Linked DNA regions of Muntiacus reevesi: region 2 is linked to region 1. The links are chromatin contacts, called in public Hi-C maps. All regions are on one chromosome and are shown on one strand. Each heading gives the region's core, a stretch centred on a gene start, on an enhancer-like site or on the middle of the called end of the contact. The rest is flanking DNA. Distances are from core to core; before and after follow the strand shown. Region 1 holds the start of MFN1 (mitofusin 1). Region 2 holds the start of PIK3CA (phosphatidylinositol-4,5-bisphosphate 3-kinase catalytic subunit alpha).

Region 1 (7,108 bases), core at 3,103-5,602:
GGTGCTCGGCCTTTATGGTCCAACTTTCACATCCATACTTGACTACTGGAAAAGCCATAGCTTTGACAATACGGACCTTTGTTGGCGAAGTGATGTCTCTGCTTTTAATACAATGTCTAGGTTTGTCACAGCTTTCCTGTCTCACTTTTCACTAAAACAGATCTGACATGTTGACTTAACTGTTGAGTTGACAGGGAGATAAGTATAATGGCTAAATGTGGGCTGCCTCACTTTTTAGTCTGGGCATTTACAAGTTGTGTGATCTTTGGTAAGCTGCTTACCTTTTCTGTGCCTTAGGTCCTTTATCTTTAAAGTGTGTGTGATTGCAAACTAGTACAGCCGCTATGGAGAGCAGTGCGGAGATTCCTTAAAAAACTGGAAATAGAACTGCCATATTACCCAGCAATCCCACTCCTGGGCATACACACCGAGGAAACTAGATCTGAAAGAGACACGTGTACCCCAATGTTCATCGCAGCACTGTTTATAATTGCCAGGACATGGAAGCAACCTAGATGCCCATCACCAGACAAATGGATAAGGAAGCTATGGTACATATACACAATGGAATATTACTCAGCCATTAAAAAGAATTCATTTGAATCAGTTCTAATGAGATGGATGAAACTGGAGCCCATTATACAGAGTGAAGTAAGCCAGAAAGATAAAGACCAATGCAGTATACTAACGCATATATATGCAATTTAAAAAGATGGTAACGATAACCCAATATGCAAAACAGAAAAAGAGACACAGATGTACAGAACAGACTTTGGGACTCTGTAGGAGAAGGCGAGGGTGGGATGTTCTGAGAGAATAGCACTGAAACAAGTATACTATCAAGGGTGAAACAGACCACTAGCCCAGGTTGGATGGATGAGACAAGTGCTCAGGGCTGGTGCACTGGGAAGACCCAGAGGGATGGGATGGGGAGGGAGGCGGGGGGGTGGGGGATCGGGATGGGGAACACATGTAAACCCATGGCTGATTCATGTCAATGTATGGCAAAAACCACTACAATATAAATAAATAAATAAAACAAAACCAAAAAAAAAATGAGTGTGATTAAAATCTTCCTCAGTGTTGATTTGAGTATTAAATGAGCTATTATTAAGTACTTAGAACAGGACCTCACACATATACTTCTTTCTTAGTTGCTATTAATATAATTCAATGTTCCTCCTTTGGTCAGCAGAAATGGGTTTTGTTACGGTATCTCATATAGCACAATGCTCTGTACGTGTTCAGTATCCAAGGTTGAAAGAATAAAGGATCTTTATATATTTTCAAAAGTAATTATTTTAAAAACTTAGAGATATTAACCTTCAACAAAATGTGATCCTTCAGTAACAAACTCCAGTAACTGGTCGAAGATTGCTGTAATTGTCTTCTTAGCCAGCACGAAGTGCTTCAGTGGAGAAGCAGTTTCTGCCATTATGCTGAAAATAAAATGTTAGAAAAGTACAAATTAAAGACACATGAGTTAATGACACTTTTCAGCAACACTGACTCCCCAATGAAACAAACTTCCAAAACATTTATTTGGCTCTGCTGGGTCTTAGTTATAGTTTGTGGGCTTTTCAGCTGCAGCATTCAAGCTCTTAATGGTGGCATGTGGGATCTAGTTCCCCAACCAGGGATCAAACTCAGGCCCCCTGCATTGGGAGTGTGGAGTCTTAGCCATTGTACCACCAGGGAAGTCCCCCTAAATATTTTGATGTAGCTATTTTTGGGAGAGAAGTGATCTACTCAGACAATTAAAGACTACTTTTGGGCAATATTCCACTAAAATATGTGAAGTCTATTGCCCAAAATTTGATAGCAATTTCTATTTATTTCCCTTTGCTGATGATGAAAACTAGCCAAATTCTGAGTGCATGTGACTCTATTTTCCCCCCAAACTTTAAATTTTTTATTTTGTACTGGGATATAGTCGATTAACAATGTTGTGGCAGTTTCAGGTGAACCTTGAAGGTACTCAGCCATACATAGGTGGGCTAAGTCACTTCAGTCGTGTCCGACTCTTTGCAACCCCATGATTCTTCAGGCAAGAATACTTAAGTGGATTGCCATGCCCTCCTCCAGGGGATCTTTCTGACCCAGGGATTGAAACTGTGTCTCCTGCATTGGCAAGTGGGTTCTTTACCACTAGCATCACCTAGGAAGCCATATATATACATGTATCCATTCTCCCCCAAACCCTTCTCCCATCTAGGCTAGCAAATAACATGAAGCAGAGTCCCATGTGCTATACAGTAGGTACTTATTGATTATCCATTTTATATATAGCAGTGCGTACATGCGGAGACAGCAATGGCACCCCACTCCAGTACTCTTGCCTGGAAAATCCCATGGATGGAGAAGCCTGGGCGGCTGCAGTCCATGGGGTCACTAAGAGTTGGACACGACTGAGCGACTTCACTTTCACTTTTCACTTTCATGCACTGGAGAAGGCAATGGCAACCCACTCCAGTATTCTTGCCTGGAGAATCCCAGGGACGGGAGCCTGGTGGGCTGCCATCTATGGGGTCGCACACGACCAAAGAGACTTAGCAGCAGCAGCAGCAGCAGCAGCAGTGTGTACATGACATTCTCAAAGTCCCTAACTATCCCTTCCCCTGGCAACCATGAGTTCCTTTTCTAAGTCTATGAGTCTTTTTCTGTTTTGTAAATTTATTTGTATATTTCTTTTCAGATTCCACATATAAGGGATGTCATAGGATATTTCTCCTTCTCTGACTCATTTAACTAAGTATGACACTCTCTAGGTCCATCCATGTTGCTGCAAAGGGTATTATTTCATTCTTTTTAATGGATGAGTAATATTGCATTGTAATATATGTACTGCATCTTTTTTATCCTGTCCTCTGTAGATAGACATTTAGGTTTCCTCAGTGTCTTGGCTATTGTAAACAGCGTTGCAATGAACACTGAGGTGCATGAATCCTTTTGGACGTTCTTTTGCAGATATATGCCCAGGAGTGGGATTGCTGGATCATATGGTAGCTCTATTTTTAGTTTTTTAAGGAACCTCCATACTGCTCTCCATAGTGACAATATTGATTCCCATAGTGACTATTACATTCCCATAAGCAATATAGAAGGGTTCTTTTCTCTCCACACCCTCTCCAGCATTTGTTGTTTTTGGATTTTTTGATGACAGCCATTCTAAACGCTGTGAGGTGATATCTCATTTTAGTTTTGATTTGCACTTCTCCAATAACTACTGAAGTTGAACATCTTTTCATGTGCCTATTGGTCATCTGTATGTCCTCTTTGGAGAAATGTCTATTCAGGTCTTCTGCCCATTGTTTTGAATGGGTTATTTGTTTTCATGCTAGTAAGAGTGCATGTGACTTAACTACATCAGGGAACAGGATGAGTGAGATGAAGCCAAGTTCACCAACAATAAGTTACTGTCTCTCAACCTTGACCTCTAGGTGGGTGAAGGTGGATAGGCAGAGTGAGTAAATAAAACTTCCAACATCATATTAACGTTTGATGCAATACTAACGTTTAGAAATTAGTTTTCGTCGCAACAAGTAAGGAGGCAAGCTTTAAAAAAAGCAATACAAACGTTTAGAAAGTAGTAGTTCTCATCGCAGCAAATATGGAGACAAGCCTCATAAAGAGCATCAACGTTTCCAGCCAAAGTAACAAGAACTTACTTACAGGAATTTAAGTTAAAAAAATAATTTTTGGTGGTAGCTTCTCATAAAGAGCACCCAACAAAACCGATCACACACCTGTCTAATCTCTGTGTGCGTGTGTGTAAAATGGAGCAGAGCAGCCATAAAAAAGGCTGAGACTTTCAAGGGGTCAGGAAATGACTGACCGAATGGCTGCGAGAGAAAACACGGTGAGAATAACCACCCGGTTCAGCTGGTTGTGAACGCCTTCCTTGGAGAAAGGCCTTTCCCGTCCTCCACACCAGGCGCGGGAGCCCCGCCTGCGGGGCTCGGGGCCAGACCCCACCCCCGTCCCGCGAGCCCTGGCCCGGGCCCGGCCGCCCGACTCCTTGGGCACTGACCTCGCGGGCTCCGCGGGCCCGACCCGGGCGCTGGCCCCACTCGCAACCCCTCCAGCTCGCTCCTTTGCCGCAGACCCCGCGGCGGCGCCTCTTCACAGAGCGCCCCGCGCACGACTCCCTGCCCTCTATCCCCGGCAGGACGAAGGTCACCCGAGCAAAGTGAACCGATCCGCGGCCGAGACAGCGGGCACTCACCCAGTCCGGGCTCCGACTTGTCACCCAGCAACCGCACCTCAGCCACAGCCCTCAAGCAGCCTCATTCTCCCAAAAGACGCTGGGAAATTAAGAGGGGGCGGGAGGAGAGGCGCGAGGGCGGTTACTTCCGGCCTCTTGGCCTCCCGGATTTTGTTTGGCTCCATGACCGGAAGTGCGTCTTCGCCGAAGGTCATATTTCTTAAGGGCACAGGGCAAAGAGTTTTTGTTGGCAGGGAATGCTGCTACAAGAATGTTTTTCAGTTCCCCTAGTTTCTGCTTCGCCTCCCTCTGCCTTCAAAATTTCCAAAGCTCTGCCCAGCCTCGGCGTCGCTAGCTGCCAGTGGTTGGTGTAGTGAGGAAGAGCGAAAAGGAGGACAGGTGCGGCGAGATGAGGTTGGGTTGTGGCGCAAAACAAGGAATCCTGCTTGCTCGGCCATCAGCAATAAAGAAAAACCTTTTGACTTATAGACTACCTTAGCTGTGTGTGTGTGTGTGTGTGTGTGTGTGTGTGTGTGTGTGTGTGTGTGTGTGTGTGTGTGTGTGTGTGTGTGTGTGACTACCTTAGCTGTGTGTGTGTGTGTGTGTGTGTGACTACCTTAGCTGTGTGTGTGTGTGTGTGTGTGACTACCTTAGCTGTGTGTGTGTGTGTGTGTGTGTGTGTGTGACTACCTTAGCTGTGTGTGTGTGTGTGTGTGTGTGTGTGTGTGACTACCTTAGCTGTGTGTGTGTGTGTGTGTGACTACCTTAGCTGTGTGTGTGTGTGTGTGTGTGTGTGTGTGTGACTACCTTAGCTGTGTGTGTGTGTGTGTGTGTGTGTGTGTGTGTGTGTGTGTGCGCGCGCGCGCGCGCGCGCTAACTTGTATCCAGCTCTTCGCGTGTCCAACTCTTTGCGACCCCATGGACTCTAGCGTTCCAGACTCCTCTGTGCACAAAATTTTCCAGGCAAGAATACCTGACGAGGTTGCCATTTCTTACTCCAGGGGATCTTCCAGGTTCAGGGATCCAACCTGTCTCCCGCCTTTGCAAGCGGATTATTTATCACGGAGCCAATCCTTGACTCAGTTCAGTTCAGTTCAGTCGTGGCCGACTCTTTGCGACCCCATGGACCGCAGCAGCTCAGCCTGCCTGTCCATCACCAACTCCCGAAGTTTACCCAAACTCATGTCCACTGAGTTGGTGATGCCATCCAACCATTTCACCCTCTGTCGTCCCCTTCTCCTGCCTTCAATCTTTCCCAGCATCAGGGTCTTTTCAAATGAGTCAGTTCTGTGCATCAGGTGGCCAAAGTACTGGAGTTTCAGCTTCAGCATCAGTCCTTCCAAAGAATATCAAGGACTGATTTCCTTTAGGATGGGCTAGTTGGATCTCCTTGCAGTCCAGGCACCCTCAAGAGTCTTCTACAACACCACAGTTCAAAAGCATCAATTCTTCAGCGCTCAGTTTTCTTTATCGTCCAACTCGCATCCGTACATGACTACTGGAAAAACCATAGCTTTGCCTAGATGGACCTTTGTTGGCAAAGTAATGTCTCTCCTTTTTAATGCTGTCTAGGTTGGTCATAACTTTCCTTCCAAGGATGAAGCATCTCTTAATTTCATGCCTGCAGTCACCATCTGCAGTGATTTTGGAGCCCCAAAAATAAAGTCTGTCACTGTTTCCATTGTTATCCCATCTATTTGCCATGAAGTGATGGGACCGGATGCCATGATCTTAGTTTTCGGAGTGTTGAGCTTAAAGCCAACTTTTTCACTCTCCTCTTCCACTTTCATCAAGAGGCCCTTTAGTTCTTCTTCACTTTCTGCCATAAGGGTGGTGTCATCTGCATATCTGAGGTTATTGATATTTCTCCTGGCAGTCTTGATTCCAGTTTGTGCTTCATCCAGCCCAGTGTTTCTCGTGATGTACTCTGCATATAAGTTAAATAAGCAGGGTGACAATATACAGCCTTGATGTACTCCTTTTCCTATTTGGAACCAGTCTGTTGTTCCATGTCCAGTTCTAACTGTTGCTTCCTGACCTGCATACAGATTTCTCAAGAGGCAGGTCAGGTGGTCTGGTATTCCCATCTCTTTCAGAATTTTCCACAGTTCGTTGTGACCCACACAGTCAAAGGCTTTGGCATAGTCAATAAAGCAGAAATAGATGTTTTTCTGGAACTCTCTTGCTTTTTCGATGATCCAGCGGATGTTGGCAATTTGATCTCTGGTTCCTCTGCCTTTTATAAATCCAGCTTGAACATCTGGAAGTTCATGTCACGTATCGCTGAAGCCTGGCTTGGAGAATTTTGAGCCTTACTTTACTAGCATGTGAGATGAGTGCAATTGTGCAGTGGTTTGAGCATTCTTTGGCATTGCCTTTATTTGGAATTGGTTTGAAAATTGACCTTTTCCAACCATGACTGCTGCTAAGTCACTTCAATCGTGTCCGACTCTGTGTGACCTGATAGATGTCAGCCCACCAGGCTCCCCTGTCTCTGGGATTCTCCAGTCAAGAACACTGGAGTGGGTTGCCATTTCCTTCTCCAATGAGTGAAAATGAAAAGTGAAAGTGAAGTCGCTTAGTCGTGTTCGACTCTTAGCGACCCCATGGACTCCAACCTACCAGGCTCCACCGTCCACGGGATTTTCCAGGCAAGAGTACTGGAGTGGGATGCCATTGCCTTCTCCTCCAACCATGACTAGTGCTTCTCAAATTTTGTACTCAGGAATTTTGTACTTGAGGATCTTATTAAACTGCAGATTCTGATTCACTGGGTCCAAGTGTGCATTTCTAACATCCCTTGAGTGTTGCTGCTCCTGTTCTGCACATGACTCAAAGGAAAGTCCTGGGACTTTCTCTAGTTGGCAAGAGACACAGTTTTGCAATTGACGCCCCTTTATCCTT
Region 2 (7,108 bases), core at 1,443-3,942, 180 kb after region 1:
CTCAAGACAAACATACTTAAAAAAAACAGCTCAATAACTATACTAATATAAACCTTGATTTCCCAAGATTTATGCTTCTAAACTTGCACAAATTTAAAGACCATAAATATTTTCAGAGATAAAATCTTTTATGATGCTTAAGAAACACATTTCATTCACAGAATCACCCCTCCCTTGAAATTCAAGATATTTAAATAATAAAATAGAGAAGTGATCCTTTTAATGCTATTTTTGTTGCTAAAGAGATCAAACGGGATTAAGTTAGCCCTTTTCAAATAAACAGATCAACAGAGCAAATGCCTTTTAAATGGTAATAGTAAATGTTAAAAATTCTTAATTCAATAAAGGAAATAAGCGAGCTCTTTTAGGAAAGAGTATGACCTATCTTATCATTTAAGTATTTTACTTGTAAATTTACTTTTTTTTTAAGGCAATACTTATTTGGGATGGAGAGGCTCTTATCCTGACAGGAAGGAAGCTCTGCTTTAAGAAGGTTTGTTCCATCCAAAACCAGGCAAAGCTATTGCTCTTTTACAGTCCTCCTTTCACATATATCTAGCCCATGAGAAGATACACTTTCACGCAGTAATTTTTGGGTTTACAGCATTTGTATTTAGTGACATCTCCTTAATGCCATATCTAATTTACTTAAAATTGAAGGGAAAAAAATTTAGACATATAAAAACACTGTTCTGCATTTATATGTGGTTCATTTTTAATTCCTGAACTAAAACTGATAGGAATGTCTTTCAAACTTTATATTCATAAAGTCAATGATAAAATATTAAGTTAATATTCATTCATTTTCTTTTTATTTCCCCCATGATGCTATGACTGTTACCATGTGCTATCACTTCTTTCAATCATCTATTTCGTGATTTTAATAGGAAAGCACTCTATTTTACAATGATGGAAAAACCTGTAAGAAACTTTTGAAAAAAGTTACGGATGAAATTTAATTTTATCCAAAAAGGTGAGATGAGAAAACTCAGAAAGCCAAACAAAATACCCCTCCTCCCCCCCACACACCCCCACTGGGCCCTCTTCAGATAATTTTGGCTGATGACACTGCAGAACAGTTAATCTGATAATTAAAATTTTCCAGAACATGTGATGTTTAGATAGAGATCTATGCTGTCAACCAGAATTCAATGATTCAGTCTTAAAAAATGTTAAAACTTAAATACAGACATATTAACAAATTCTTACACTACAGTTGCTTCTAGGATCCATTAATAAGGACGTGCTGTGATTTACACAAATTAAATTAGTAACGTGGTATCTTAAGCATTTTGTAGGTATTTCCTTAACAACACGCAATCCAGTACATAAACAAATTTTGTACAGTGCAATGTAAGCAAATACCCAGAGAACCCAGCTTCTGAGCAGGAAAACATGCGACCGGTATTGCCCACAGTGGTTCAAATGCGGCCATAGTAATTACCCGATGACTTGAGTTAACAGAAGTTTACCTACCCAAGTTTTCCAAGTGGTTCTCCCAGGCCTCACAAACTACGATCAAAACATCATCTCGCAAACCCATGTCCTGCATGTGCCCAAAGGCGCAGTGCTGGAATGAGGAAGCGTCACCAAACGGAATCACAACTCTACTTCATTAAAGAATATGCAGGCTCTTCTCACAGAAGCCCCTCTTATGGCGCTCCCCTTACCCTTTATGACTACGTAAACAGCTTCCCAATTACTGTCAGCCAAAACAGCTTTCGATTTCTAAGTCTGGTAACTAGCCACCATCACCACTATTCCTTTAGCATCCTAAAATAAACCCCTCAAGCCGCGATCAAAACACACTGGCTGAACGTCTGGTGTTTACACAGTCCAATTCTGGGCGCTACCCTACCTTTCCGAGCCACTTAGGAGCTATGAAGCAGGCATCACATATTAGACTTACTAAAGATACAATCGCGAGACAATGTCTCAGGTCTATGAATGAAAGATTCAATACGTTTGATTGTCTCGGTTAAAAGGAAAAAAACAACTTCGAGAGGAAGGGTGGGAGAGGAATCGCGCTAGCCTTCCAAGCCCCAGCCGGGCGATTTAAACCCAGTATGAGGCAAACCGCAGGGTGGCCGGGCTGGCGCGGTCGGAGTCCTCGGGCGTGACAGCCCCTCAGGAAGAGCTCGCGGTTTGGCACTCGCGATCGCTCACGCCGCGGTGCTCGCGGGTCGGGTGGATGTGCAAGGGCGCGGGGGACCGAGCCACCGCGGCCGGGGCGGCGGCCCTGGGCGCACTTCCTCAGTCTCTAGCCGCCCCATCCCCAAAAATGGGAGAGGAAGGAAACGAGGAGCGAGGCGGCGGCCAGAGGGAGAAAAGAGGGAGCGGCGAGCCCTCGCCTCTGCATCTGGGTGAGGCCAGCGGCAGGCGGAGAGCGGGGATCGCAGGCGAACTCTGCTGCGGGCCGAAGCTGGGAGAAACGACCGGCGGGCAGCCCCCGCCCAAGACGGCGGGCGCGCCCGAGAGTCCCCGGCACCCACCCGGCCCCATCCCGACCGCTCCCGCTCCCGGCCTGTCCGCGTTCTACTCACGCTCGGGGCTCCTCGAGGCTCCGTGGCTCTAACCGCATCGGGTCCCAGCCCCGCGGGCGGCGGCGGCGGCGGCGCCGAGGGAGAGGAGAGCGGGCGGCACAGCCCCCGCCTCCCGGCCCCTCTCCCCCGCCGCTCCGGAGCTGCCCGGCCGGGCCCGAGCCCTGCCTCGCCGGCGGCCCCAGCCCCAGCGGCCGCGGCGGCAGCAGCCCGAGACCTCAGCGGCCGCAGCGGCGGCACCGGAACTGCCGCTTTCTCCTTCTCGCTGCCTCTCCTAGCTAGCCCCCGCCACACGCCCCCGCCCCCGTCTCCTTTCTCTGTCACCCCTGTTTTTTTTTTTCTTTTGTTTCCAGAATAAACTTTATTGGTCTCTTTTTCCGCTCACATCGTGTAAACAAACAACGAACTCTTCCCCACCCCCTCGACTCCCCCCTCCTCGGGCAGAGGAGGGTAAGAGCTGAGGAGGGGCCGAGCCTACTATGCCCCGGAAGCAGAGGGACAAACGAGAGGAAGTGAAACTGCGGAGACCAGAAGGGGGAAGTGGGCAAATCGGGTGACAGTGTGCCAGTGCGCCTGCGCCTTGGTTTTGTGCCCTAAGTTTGAGTGGCTTTGTGGCTCATTTTCCTGCCGCGCTGGTATTTAACGCTGTTGTCTTTTGCAGTGGTGAGGCTGTTTTGTCATCCTGTGGCGGCATAGGTGTCGTACGAGCAGCAGGGATGCGCCTATGTGTCTCTACGAGCTGTAGGGCTGGGTTGAGGTATAGAAAGGCCTATCGGGAGCTAGCGGGTCCATTCACTTTTACGCCCATAGAGGAAATAAGATTTATTCTAGTATAGGGGCGAGGGGAGGGGATGTAGTGGCTAACCGCCTCTCTCAGTGGCTAACCAGAAATGGATATCGATACTAGAAAGAAGGCCTTTTACAAAACGTTGCTTCGCGTCCTTTTGCCAACGTAAGGTTAAGTTGTAGCCCATCCCGAAAGAGGAATGCACTGCCACAGCCCTCTGCAATACTTTGACTCACTCAGGGAGACCTTTTGCAATGTCCTTTTTTTCAGATCTGAATCAGCTTGTAGGATTCCATTCTGACTATTCAGAACACGTGCTTTTTTCGCGTAGTGCCCACGGAGACTTTAGAAAAACCATTTTGGTTCCAGAGTAGACGCAGGGTGGTGGTTTGATACTGCGTACCACAGAAGCTTCTTTTTGCTGGAGAGTAATAGGATCTGTTAGGTTTTGAGATCACTGCTAAGGGTCAGGTTTTCGGCGTGTTTCTCCCCCTAGTGGCCTTTCATTGTATTAAAAAAGACGTAGGAACAGTGATTAGCAGAAATCTGCAATACAAGTCCTCAACGTAGGGCCCTCTCTTGCATTTTAAGGAGTAGAGGACTTGAAAGTGACCCGCCCTGGAGATGTTACAGTTCAGCTTGTCATTCAGTGCTGAAAGCTGACCAATAACCAGTTTTGCTCAAACACCACACATCCTTAACCAATCCTAAAAAAGAACCATTCCTTTATGTGGTCATAGTTTCATTTGACTGTGTTTCTGTATTTCCTGTGCTTTCTCTCTTTTCTTAAGCTCTGGTTTTCATCTCATATTTCAGGGGTCTAAGTTTCTAAATATTTTTCTTGAACCAGTGTTTTTCAGCACTTTCAGAACACTCTGTTACTCAAGAGAAAGGAATTTAAACAAACAACAAAAAAAGCAATGATATTGATTTACTGGTCAAAGGAAATCTTAAGGCAGCTTTTCCCAAATTTGTGTTCCCAGGCCCAGAGTTTAGTGAGATCTTAATAGGTGGTCCTTAGTAGGGAAAAATTATGGTAAATACATGTTTTTCTAAAATTTATTTTAATAGGTGGTACATGCATTATATGATTTTTGTTATGTGATAATCTGCCTTTTGGGCTTCCCTGATACCTCAGTTGGTAAAGAATCCGCCTGCCATGCAGGAGACATTGGTTAGATTCCTTGGTCAGGAAAATCCACTTGAGAAGGGATAGGCAACCCACTCCAGTATTCTTGGGCTTCCCTGTGGCTCAACTGGTGAAGAATCTACTTGCAATGCGGGAAACCTGGGTTCGATCCCTGGGTTAGGAAGATCCCCTGGAGACCGGAAAGGCTACCCTCTCCAGTATTCTGGCCTAGAGAATTCCATGGACTGTATAGTGCATGGGGTCACAAAGAGTCTGACATGACTGAGTGACTTTCACTTTCTTCAGCTTTTCAATCTGCCTTTAAGAAATTACGTGCCACAACATGTGCCATGCTTCCCCAGGTGGCGCTAGTGGTAAAGAACCTGCCTGCCAGTGCAGGAGACTTAAGAGACTCAGGTTCCATCCCCGAGTAGGGGAGATCCCCTGGAGGAAGGCATGGCAATCCAGTCCAGTATTCTTGCCTGAAGAATCACAAGGACAGAGGAGCCTGGTGGACTGCAGTCCATGGGGTCGCAAAGAGTCAGACGCGACTAAAGCAACTTAGAACGCACACAGGTTACAACAGAAAATGTCATACCTGGTACTTGTGTGATTACTCAGTGGTACAGGATTAACATTTACTGCTGAATTCACAATTGCTGCATTTGGTTTATATGGTGACCATTGATATGTTGTCTGCTTTATCTTGCTTCTGAAGGTATCTGCACTGTTCTTCAGTGTTTATTTTAGGCCTCTATATGATGAAATGTGTTGCTTAAGGTCCTGAGACTTAAAGAAGAATGTTTTACAGGAAAAATTGAAATTGTGATACTCAGACTGTAAGACAAACAAAAAATGGAATACTTTAGAATTAAAGAGCTGTTTTCTAAAGTCAAGAGGTAGAATGTCCAAGGTGACACAGTTGTTCCATTCTAACACATTGGAGGTATTTAATAATAGTTACTTGCCTTTTGGTTTTATTTCCATTGAAAATAAAGATAACTGATACTCAAATGTGTATTGTGCACTGAAACATACTTTGTAACAAACACTGAAATTACAACTAAGCTTTGAAGTCATTTGGAAACAAGAATCAACTTGATTATGAAGCAGTATACTCTGGATTTATAAAATTGCCAAGTCAAACAATAAAAACACACCAAAGGAAGACAAAAATGAACTGCCATGTAGCACTTACTAGTTTGGTTATGACCAGAAAACATACTTTTAAGATTTCAGTTCTTTTCTATTTGTTAAGGTTTATTTTGCCTGAGTATCTTAGTAAGCGTCCTTTTGTTGCTTACTCACTAAGTTGTGTCTGACTCTGGGACTCCATGGACTGCAGTATGTCAGGCTTCCCTGTCTTTAACTGTCTGGGAATTTGCTCAAATTCATGTCCATTGAGTCAGTGATACTATTCAGCCATCTCATCCTCCATTGCCCCTTTCTCCTCCTGCCCTCAATCTTTCCCAGCATCAGGGTCTTTTTCAGTGAGGCAGTTCTTTGCACCAGGTTGCCAAAGTATGGGAGCTTCAGCTTTAGCATCTGTCCTTCCAGTGAATATTAAGGGTTTGATTTCATTTAGCATTGACTGGTTTGATCTCCTTGCTGTCCAAGGGATTCTCAAGAACCTTCTCCAGCACTGCAGTTCAAAGGCATCAATTCTTCAACCACCTTCTTTATGGTACAATTCTCAAATCTGTACATGACTACTGGAAAAACCATAGTTTTGACTATATGGACTTTGTTGGCAAAGTGATGGCTGTGGTGTTTTTTTTTTTATATAGTAGTTTATTTTATTTTATTTTTTTAAATTAGTTAGAGGCTAATTACTTCACAACATTTCAGTGGGTTTTGTCATACATTGGTATGAATCAGCCATAGAGTTACACATATTCCCCATCCCGATCCCCCCTCCCATCTCTCTCTCCACCCGATTCCTCTGGGTCTTCCCAGTGCACCAGGCCCAAGCACTTGTCTCATGCATCCCACCTGGGCTGGTGATCTGTTTCACCCTTGATAATATACATGCTGGTCTTTCGAAACATCCCACCCTCACCTTCTCTCACAGGGTTCAAAAGTCTGTTCTGTACTTCTGTGTCTCTTTTTCTGTTTTGCATATAGGGTTATCGTTACCATCTTTCTAAATTCCATATATATGTGTTAGTATGCTGTAATGTTCTTTATCTTTCTGGCTTACTTCACTCTGTATAATGGGCTCCAGTTTCATCCATCTCATTAGAACTGATTCAAATGAATTCTTTTTAATGGCTGAGTAATATTCCATGGTGTATATGTACCACAGCTTCCTTATCCATTCATCTGCTGATGGGCATCTAGGTTGCTTCCATGTCCTGGCTATTATAAACAGTGCTGCGATGAACATTGGGGTGCACGTGTCTCTTTCAGATCTGGTTTCCTCAGTGTGTATGCTCAGAAGTGGGATTGCTGGGTCATATGGCAGTTCTATTTCCAGTTTTTAAAGAAATTTCCACACTGTTTTCCATAGTGGCTGTACTAGTTTGCATTCCCACCAACAGTGTAAGAGGGTTCCCTTTTCTCCACACCCTCTCCAGCATTTATTGCTTGTAGACTTTTGGATAGCAGCCATCCTGACTGACGTGTAATGGTACCTCATTGTGGTTTTGATTT

Evidence for each region. A called contact is a pair of places that touch in the nucleus more often than the background predicts.
Region 2: a Hi-C map of muscle shows a contact between it and region 1, with 5 times the contacts expected there. The contact joins the promoter of PIK3CA here to the promoter of MFN1 in region 1. A contact is called at or near these places in 2 of 3 Hi-C or Micro-C datasets (blood and muscle).

The regions. Positions count from the first base shown.
Region 1 is chr8:65,392,642-65,399,749 of mMunRee1.1, forward strand. It overlaps MFN1 (mitofusin 1), which reads right to left and starts at 4,353. Exons shown (of 18, transcript XM_065942777.1): 1 at 4,226-4,353; 2 at 1,324-1,439. The coding sequence starts at 1,435.
Region 2 is chr8:65,572,672-65,579,779 of mMunRee1.1, forward strand. It overlaps PIK3CA (phosphatidylinositol-4,5-bisphosphate 3-kinase catalytic subunit alpha), which reads right to left and starts at 2,693. Exons shown (of 21, transcript XM_065943668.1): 1 at 2,544-2,693.